2 separate regions of the Ovis aries genome follow, and region 1 is linked to region 2. Evidence: chromatin contacts called from public Hi-C data. All regions are on one chromosome and are shown on one strand. Each heading gives the region's core, a stretch centred on a gene start, on an enhancer-like site or on the middle of the called end of the contact. The rest is flanking DNA. Distances are from core to core; before and after follow the strand shown.

What was found. A called contact is a pair of places that touch in the nucleus more often than the background predicts.
Region 1: a contact with region 2 is called in a Hi-C map of hypothalamus, with 5 times the contacts expected there. The contact joins two enhancer-like sites. A contact is called at or near these places in 5 of 16 Hi-C or Micro-C datasets (hypothalamus, muscle, omental adipose tissue and 1 more).

Annotation. Positions count from the first base shown.
Region 1 is chr1:228,307,738-228,311,685 of ARS-UI_Ramb_v3.0, reverse strand. The region is part of intron 2 of SCHIP1 (schwannomin interacting protein 1); the gene reads left to right. Among named protein-coding and RNA genes, the nearest start is that of SCHIP1, 110 kb to the left of the region's middle. Within about 2 kb of position 1,430, at least 6 of the 54 cell types and tissues checked have an H3K27ac peak or open chromatin away from gene starts, as enhancers often do. A contact at or near this core is called in hypothalamus, where this site is marked.
Region 2 is chr1:228,235,244-228,239,712 of ARS-UI_Ramb_v3.0, reverse strand. SCHIP1 (schwannomin interacting protein 1) reads left to right here. Exons shown (of 9, transcript XM_042235034.1): 7 at 1,574-1,667. Among named protein-coding and RNA genes, the nearest start is that of IL12A, 120 kb to the right of the region's middle. Within about 2 kb of position 3,077, at least 6 of the 54 cell types and tissues checked have an H3K27ac peak or open chromatin away from gene starts, as enhancers often do. A contact at or near this core is called in hypothalamus, where this site is marked.

The DNA.
Region 1 (3,948 bases), core at 181-2,680, 74 kb before region 2:
TTAATTCCATAGATTTAAGATAAAGCAAGTTAATGTAATAATTCATAGATATTCTAGCATTTTATTATCCTTCAAAACACTTTTTTAGACCAGCATTTTCTCTCCTACCTTTTAGCAACTAAAATCATTTGAATACCTCTCTTAAGGGGCAGGAATGAGAACGATGATAAAAACCATTCCAGATTGCTGCTTACCTGGCCCTGGGAAAGCTGGTTAGAGAATCTACCTGAGGAAGCTCTTAAGTATTAAATCTCATTATAACTAGTAGCCTTTCTACACAACTCTTGTGTTGGGGTAGGGGGGGGAAGATTTAAAGAGCACTAAAGAATTTTAATATTAAATAGTTCCTTAGAGATTATATTGAGTATAATCCTGAATTATTATGCTCTGTCCTGTGTTCAGTGATGAAGCAGGAAAATATGTCAGCTGGTGAGCAGGTAGTTTTCAGAAGAGATATATACTCGTAAATTATCATGTTTTCCTTCTTTTTATTATTTTTACTTTATAAAGCAAATTTTTTGAAAATAGTAGCTCTAACTTTCAAAGTAAACTAAAATTTCATAATAAACTCATGATCTAGTGTGTTTAGCTTTTGAAATGCTTTTTCCCACAGTCAATGTAAGAAGAAAAGTTAAAAATCATTACCTTTCATAACATTTATATTAGGAAAGATCTTAAATTGAAAGCAAACAGTTTTTGTGGAACTACCCAGTGCTAATATATAATGTGATATTAGTTTGGTTTTGTTTTGTTGCTGCTGTTGATACTGATTTGAAAGCCTCATCATAAAAAATAAACTTAATTTTAGAAGACAACAGCCTGATGGCCTGAAGGAAAGAGAGAGGGTGCAAGGAGATGATAGTTTGTAAATAAACCCGTCTTATAGATTAGGACATGACTGAGCGACTTCACTTTCACTTTTCACTTTCATACATTGGAGAAGGAAATGGCAACCCACTCCAGTGTTCTTGGCTGGAGAATCCCAGGGATGGGGCAGCCTGGTGGGCTGCCGTGTATGGGGTCGCACAGGGTCAGATACGACTGAAGTGACTTAGCAGCAGCATAGATTAGGAAATAGAGGCTCTTATATATAAAGTTGCCCAAGAGAATACACCTAATCAGAGGCACAGTCAAGCCCAGAATCCAGGCCTATGACTCCTGGTTCAACGCTCCATCCATTCTGGAAACCATCAAAGATGGCCTAGGTTGTAACTTTGGATATATTAACATTAGTGTGACATTTACATTCTTTTATTAGTGAAGACTTATGTATTTATGTTTATAGTCAGTATTAAAAATATCACTGAAATTTCACTAAGACAATGGAGCATAATTTCAACATTATTTTTGTTTTCTAATCCTATTCAGTTTGAACTGATTGCAAAACACACTTGTCCACTAGAGGTCACCTTTCTTCAAGATGAGGGTCAGTTCCCTTCCCTATACTGAGTCTGGTTTTAAATCAACTACCACCTGAGAAAAATGAACAGTCCTTTTTGTGGTCAGGGACCTCCTGTTGCTTTAGCTAAATGCACTTATATTGCTAACTCTATTAGGGGCTGAAGGGAGGTGTGCTCCCTTCTTCCCCTGCACACACCCATACAAACCACACACACACATACTTTGTGTGAGTTCTGGCTTGACCATTCTGATGAACCAACTTAACTTCTCTCTCTCTCTCTCTCTCTCTCTCACACACACACACACACACACACACACACACACACACACACACACACACACACACACACACTTTGTGTGAGTTCTGGCTTGACCATTCTTGATGAACCAACTTACTTCTCTCTCTCTCTCTCTCTCTCTCTCTCTCTCTCTCTCTCTCTCTCTCTCTCACACACACACACACACACACTCACACACACACTTTGTGTGAGTTCTGGCTTGGCCCCTCTTGATGAACCAGCTTATTTTTCTCTGGAAGGTCTTGTGTTAACCCTGGCAGGTTTATACTGCTTTTCACTTTTTCTGCCGCTGCTCTCTCTGACTCCAAAGTCAGAGACTAAATGGAGACTAAAAGAAACGGTCCATAAACATTGGCACAATTTGGGATGAAACCATATAGACTTCACCTAAATTTATCTAGGAATCTGTTACTATCTTTCTTCAATAACTGACTCCTATGCAGTGTGTGAATTTCAGGCAGCGTTGGCCAAGAGTACTATGGGGAGAAGACTAGGACTGGGTCCAATAAACAAGTGCTTTGGCAGATGTACTGAAATATAAACCATCTCATAATTCTAGAGGGAGAGGGAGGCAGCGGCTATAGCACCACCTGATGCTTCAGGTTTCAGATGTGTCTGCAGAAACCCCAGGGCTGCAGGAGGTATTTTTAGAGGTTCATTTGCTCCTATTCTGTGAACTGCTGAACACCTCAGCCCCTAAAAAATCAAAGTGGAAATGAAAGAGTTCTGAGATGTGAATGTAATTCAGAACAGAGAACAAATGAAATTGTGAGGCTCTGGGCACTGGGAGAAGAGTTTTCCTGTAAAGCCATGGTAAGAAGTATATAACGACATTTCAGCCCAAGTTGTAGGGTCTCATTCCCTCATATCTATGCAAAGAACTCTCCACCCACTTTTTCTGATGTCAGCATATTAATTTATCATGCCAGGGTAAGCAGTCTTTTACAGTCCTCAAAATTGAACTTGTAAATGTGTCATTTACCACAAAGTTGGTGGCTCCGTACTGGTCTTGCTGAAAATTCATGTCCAGGTAGGAAAAATGAGCTGGGCTGTCTGAGAGGCCCAGCTGAGTTCAGAGTCAGGTTAGGTCTACGCATCTTTTTGGCACATTCCCACATCAAGCCTAATAGGTAGATTGTGCAAATCACAAGTGAATGCCCAGTGTATCACATGAAGAGGTCTGTTTCCAGGTTGATGACCTAGTGTCAATCTGAGTACTCTGTCTTATCTTGTTTATGAAAAGGAATGTGAGCAGTTGCTGTATGTTGTTAGTAAATCAGTTTTGAAATAAATGTTTTATGATGTTGCTTTCAAACTCCTGGACATGTTTAATGAAGACTATCTGGGGATTGCAGCATAAGCTATTATGAAGGACTGTCACCATTTCCAACCACTTATCTGTGTGAAACAGGATTCTCTTGGTGTGGCACAAACAAAATAAAGAGAGCATGCAGTTGGAATAAGACTGTCACTGACTTGTAAAGTCTATTTTCAAATTTTTGTACATAAAAAAACAGTCTCATGTTCCCAGTTAAGGATTTAATAAGTAAATAGTATCAATTTGAATGAAAAATAATTTTATTCTGATTGGAAACTCTTTGGTTTGTTTTATATGTGAGTTTTCTTTTGAAAAGCAAGCTTGAATACTTAAAAGTGACAGCAATTGATTCACGCTAACAATTTACTCAAGCAACTATTTTTTTAATATCTGAAATAATAAACACAGGTGGAACCATTGTCAGAATAGTAAAAACTTTTGAGTAGATTAATTGATGTACATTTGGAAGACTCTCAGGTAATTTTCTTATAAGGATAAAAAATTACAACCTATTTTTACCCTTGTCTCTCTCCCATTTTGGGGGCTCAGAGGACGTGGGAAGAAGTTGTGGACAATACAAATACCAAGCATCCTTTTCTCTGGGAAATGACCTTGGTGCAATTGTAGCCTCCAAGTCCACTACCAGGCCCTCCTCCAAGAAGTCTCAGACCAAATTAAGATGCTCAGATCACAGCTTATTTAATCAATTTAAAATGCGTATCAAGATGCAAGGGAAAGAGACGGGATGAGCTGGCATACTTAGTGTGATACTGTGATTAGGCCTTCTTCCCTTTCTGGCACAGAGCTCCTAAAACCCCTGGAATTTCCTAAGTGATGAGAGTAATAAAGGCATCTCCTGCTATCTGTGTTAGTGAGGTGATTTTTGAACATAGGTCAGGATGGGAACCAGTTGCCTGGAGGGTCAGCCAC
Region 2 (4,469 bases), core at 1,828-4,327:
TACGACTGGCCAGGAGTTGATTATTTTTGCAGCTGATTGGATGTATAGGGCAAGGGGATTCATTAAACAAGTCTCTTTGTTTTTATATCACTTTGAAAATGTCCATAATAAAAAATTTTAAACTTCATATAGAAAAGACCTTCCCATGTGCTATGGCAATATAGAAGGCTGCCCTAAGAACTCACTAGAAAAAAAGAGAAGGCGCAGTGGCAACTTAATACCTTCAGTATTTTGGGGAGGTGGGGCAACCACACCAGGCAGCATGAGGGATCTTAGTTCCCCAACGAGGGGTCGAACTCACAGCCACAGCAGTGCAAGCAAGGAGTCTTAACCTCTTAACCCAATACCTTCAGTATTTTAAAATCAAAAGAAAAGGTTTACATTTTAATTAGGAAACTATAGATTCATAGGATTTTTTTTGAAGTTCTACTACATTTTAATTTTCATTGAGAATAAATTACTAGGAGTATTTTCCTTTGAAGGATTTAAAAGGCTTTCTGATCTCTTACCATCGAAATATCTTCCTTAGACTTAAATAACATTGCCAGCTAGTCCTTTTCAGGAGTAGAGGAAGTTTTAGATTTCTTTGTATGATTTTTTTTTCTCCTTTTTAAAATTGGAAACAAATCTAAACTAAAGGCAGGTAAATGCATCATTTCAGGTCTGAATCCAGCGTTTTCAAGGAGGACCTTGCTGAGTACCCTCTTCCTTTCTTTTGTTGCTGGGCATAGAGCTCTTGCCAAGTGAATGCTCTCCCCACGTGTCCACGTTTTCAGACCTAGAAGCTTTTGTTCTAAGTCAGTATGAGGGGAAAAAGCAAGAAGCAGCCCCAGGATTGTTTATATTTTCCAATGGCAGAAGCCAGATTAACCCAGTGCACAGATTTCAGCAAGACGAGCCATGTTTCCATCTATTGTATTCCCAGTATAAATCCTAAGGAGTCTTTTCCTCAGCACCTGTTGCCTGGACACCAGGTGTTATTTCTTCAGGTCTTTCCTATTTCGTTCTCCCACATCTTTAGATGTTACTCTTTCTTTGAACAGCCTGCACGTTGGGCTGCTCCTCCTCGTGGCCCCAGGTAACCTTTGAGCATCCTTGGGCCCCTCCCTCTCCGGTTGGGCATTAGAATGTGGTGCCCATCAGGTGCGGCGGCCCCTTCAGCTCTCAGTGTGGCTGGAGCCCTCTGAAGATGAACAGTGGAAAACTCGACATGCCCCAGACTTTTTACATATCTTCAAAATAAACTCCCACGTCTTCTAACAAGCTACTTTCCTAACAGCTAACCACTTCTTTTCCCACTTTAATGTGAATGTAACTGGATTTACTTCATACTCCTTTTCTTCCAACATGTCTATCAGTAGGCAAACTAGTGCTCTCAAATGGGTGACTTCTGAGCTTCTGAGAAGCTAATGAGAACCCTAACATTTCAGCAAAAATACTTTCCTACTGTGTTTAGCTGTTTGTATATATGTGTGTGTGTGTGTGGTACACATACAATGGTCCATACGTAGTTTCATATCCTGACTTTGATGCAGCTTTATCTATTTCTATTGCTCTTTTTCCTTTATCCCAGGCTTGAATGAAGAGCTGGTCCAGCTGCTCCTTATCCGAGATGAGCTGCACACGGAGCAGGACGCCATGCTGGTGGACATCGAGGACTTGACCAGGTCAGTGGGGCCTCACCCTTCCCAAAGAAGGAAAGAAGCCCGGGATGAATTAAGAATTAAGGCAGGAGTGAGGTGGCGCTAGTGGTAAAGAACCTGCCTGCCAACACAGGAGATGAGGGTTTGATCCCTGGGTCAGGAAGATCCCCTGGAGAAGGAAATGGCAACCCACGCCAGTATTATTGCCTGGAGAATCCCATGGACAGAGGAGCCTGGAGGGCTATAGTCCATGGGGTTGCAAAGAGTCAGACACAACTGAGGGACTGACACACACATGGAGCTGTCGAGAATTTCTTCCTTTACTTCCACGAGTAACTCACCTAATCTCTGCTGGTGTCAGCTATTTAGATGGAGGGAAACGGTCCACGGATCTCAAAGAGTCGGCCATGGTTGAGTGACTGAGCATGCGTGCAAGTAGCCAGAACTGCTCCCACCCAAATGCTTTGCTTCTTCTCAACCATTCTCCCCTCGTGATGGATTGTCAGTGCATTGGAACACCCCCACCTCAATCTGGTCAGCAGTTCTGGCCTAAGAACTTTATCCTGAAGGACCATCCTCTGGGGAGTTGTCCCTAAGCCCTTCCATGCTGGCATGCTTCCAGCACATGGTGGGTGCCCCCAAGTGGCACTTGCTGTTATCTGACCCAACTCCTGATGACATCTGCCATGCCCAGAAGGCAAGGACCCTGGCATCTTTCCACAGCATCTTTCCACCAGATTGCTCTCAGCATGGGGAGACTCCAAGACTTGAGTTTATAGCTGGGCCTGGCTCCAGGCCCCCTCTCTGTAAAGAGGTGAAGAATGCCTCCTTCCCTGGGGAATAGGGAAACTAGACTAATGCTGGTCAAGATCTTGCATTTCTTTGTCATTTCCTTCGTGGAAAAGCCTCTCACAATAAGTATGTGAAGTGCATGAAAATACTGTGAGCATTCCTACGGTCTTATGACACCTTTTCTGAGTCAGTTTATAGGAAGTCTTTAAGCCACAAGGCAACAATTACTATTAATCCCAGAAATGGTATTCAGAGAGTAGAGGCTCCCAAAGAAAGAAAGAAAACTGCTGTCACAATAACATAAGGAATTAACCATGTGATCCAGAACCATCCAAGGGAAGCTTGACAACATATGTAGTGACAGTGCTCTCAGCACTCACCACAGGGACCTCTTCTCTGTGTGAGACACTGCGTAAAATATTTTCCCAAATGCAATGTTATAAAAATAGCTCAGGTAACAAAATGAAGACTGCAGAACTATGTTTAAAGCTTGTTTTTAAAGACCTATGGGCAGCACTCTGTTTTGTATGCTTTGGATGTTATTGCCATTGCTCGTAACAAAAACACACAAAAAACCAGAAGGTCTTCTCATACCGTCTTAGCTGGTACCACTCAAGTATTGTTACTGCCCCCTACAGATATATTCAGGCACTGCACCAGCAATTGTAAGACACCTCCCTTTTTGGCTAAGAACTTTGCATATAGGGGTTAAGATTATGGGAAATCAGGGGCTTCCTTTGTGGCCCACAGGTAAAGAAATCCACCTGCCAATTCAGGAGCCGGGGGTTCAACCCCTGGTCCAGGAGCCTCGGAGCAACTAATTCCCTGAGCCACATGTGTTGAGCCTCTGCTCTAGAGCCCGTGAGCCGCAATTACTGCAGACCAGTGCCCTATGGTGGAGCCTGGTAGGCTGCCGTCTATGGGGTCGCACAGAGTCGGACACAACTGAAGCGACTTAGCAGCAGCATCAGCAGTGCGCTAGAGCCTGTGCTCCACAATAAGAGAAGCCACCATGATGAGAAGCCCGCACGAGGCAACTAAAGAGTAACCCCTGCTCCCCACAACTAGACAAAAGCACAAGCAGTAACAAAAGATCCAGCACAGCTAATAAATAAATAAAATTATTTTTTAAAAAAAAGATTCTGGGAAATCAGTAGTGAACTGTATAAGGACATGCATCTTCTGAAAAATATGTAAATCCTTTCATCAATTCTGTGACTTGCCAGTGGTAACAGAGGACAGTTTCTCTGTCCCTCAGAGCAGTGCTGGCACTCCTTGGTGCAAAGAAGACATTCAGAGGCCCCTCCCTTTCCTCAGAATGTTCAGCTGTTACTTAGGTCTGCACTGTACTATGTTTATACTGCAGATGGTATGATGGTGGGAGACAGGGAGGGCAGAACCATGGGTTTAGAGGAGAGGAGTCACTTATTTAAAGGTGTTGGAGGAACCCTTGAAACAAGAGCAGGTGGGGAGTAGTTTCTATGTCCATTTCTGGCTGCAAAAATATAATTTTGCTCATGGGGGGTGGAATCTAAATATACTTCAACTTCCCCAAAGGTGGCCATGCCAGAATGTTGCTGCCAGATCCCAGAGGCTGAGAGCATGGCCACCAGGAAGCCCTGCTCACCTCCCTTTACCTGTCCAGCTCCTACCATTCAGGTGTCAGTTCAGGTCCATGGTTCTCAATTTCAGTTGCACATTGGAATCACCTGGGGAGCTTTTAAAATATTGATGCCTGGGTCTCACTCCCAAAGGTTCTGATTTAACTATTCTGTGAGACAGGGACTTCTGTGCATTAGAAGTTTTTTAAAGCTTTCCTGATGACTCCAATACACGGCCTAATTCGAAAACCACAGGTTTAGATACTTCTTTGGAGTAGTGCTCCCTGAACCCCCAAGACTGACCTAGGACCCTCTTTGTGCTTCTGGCAGCATTGCGTTCCTCCCAAGTGGGGCCTGATCATATTGTGTTATATTTGTTTGCTGTCTCTCCCAGCCTGGCTGTGTTGTTGTTCAGTCGCTATATCATGTCCAA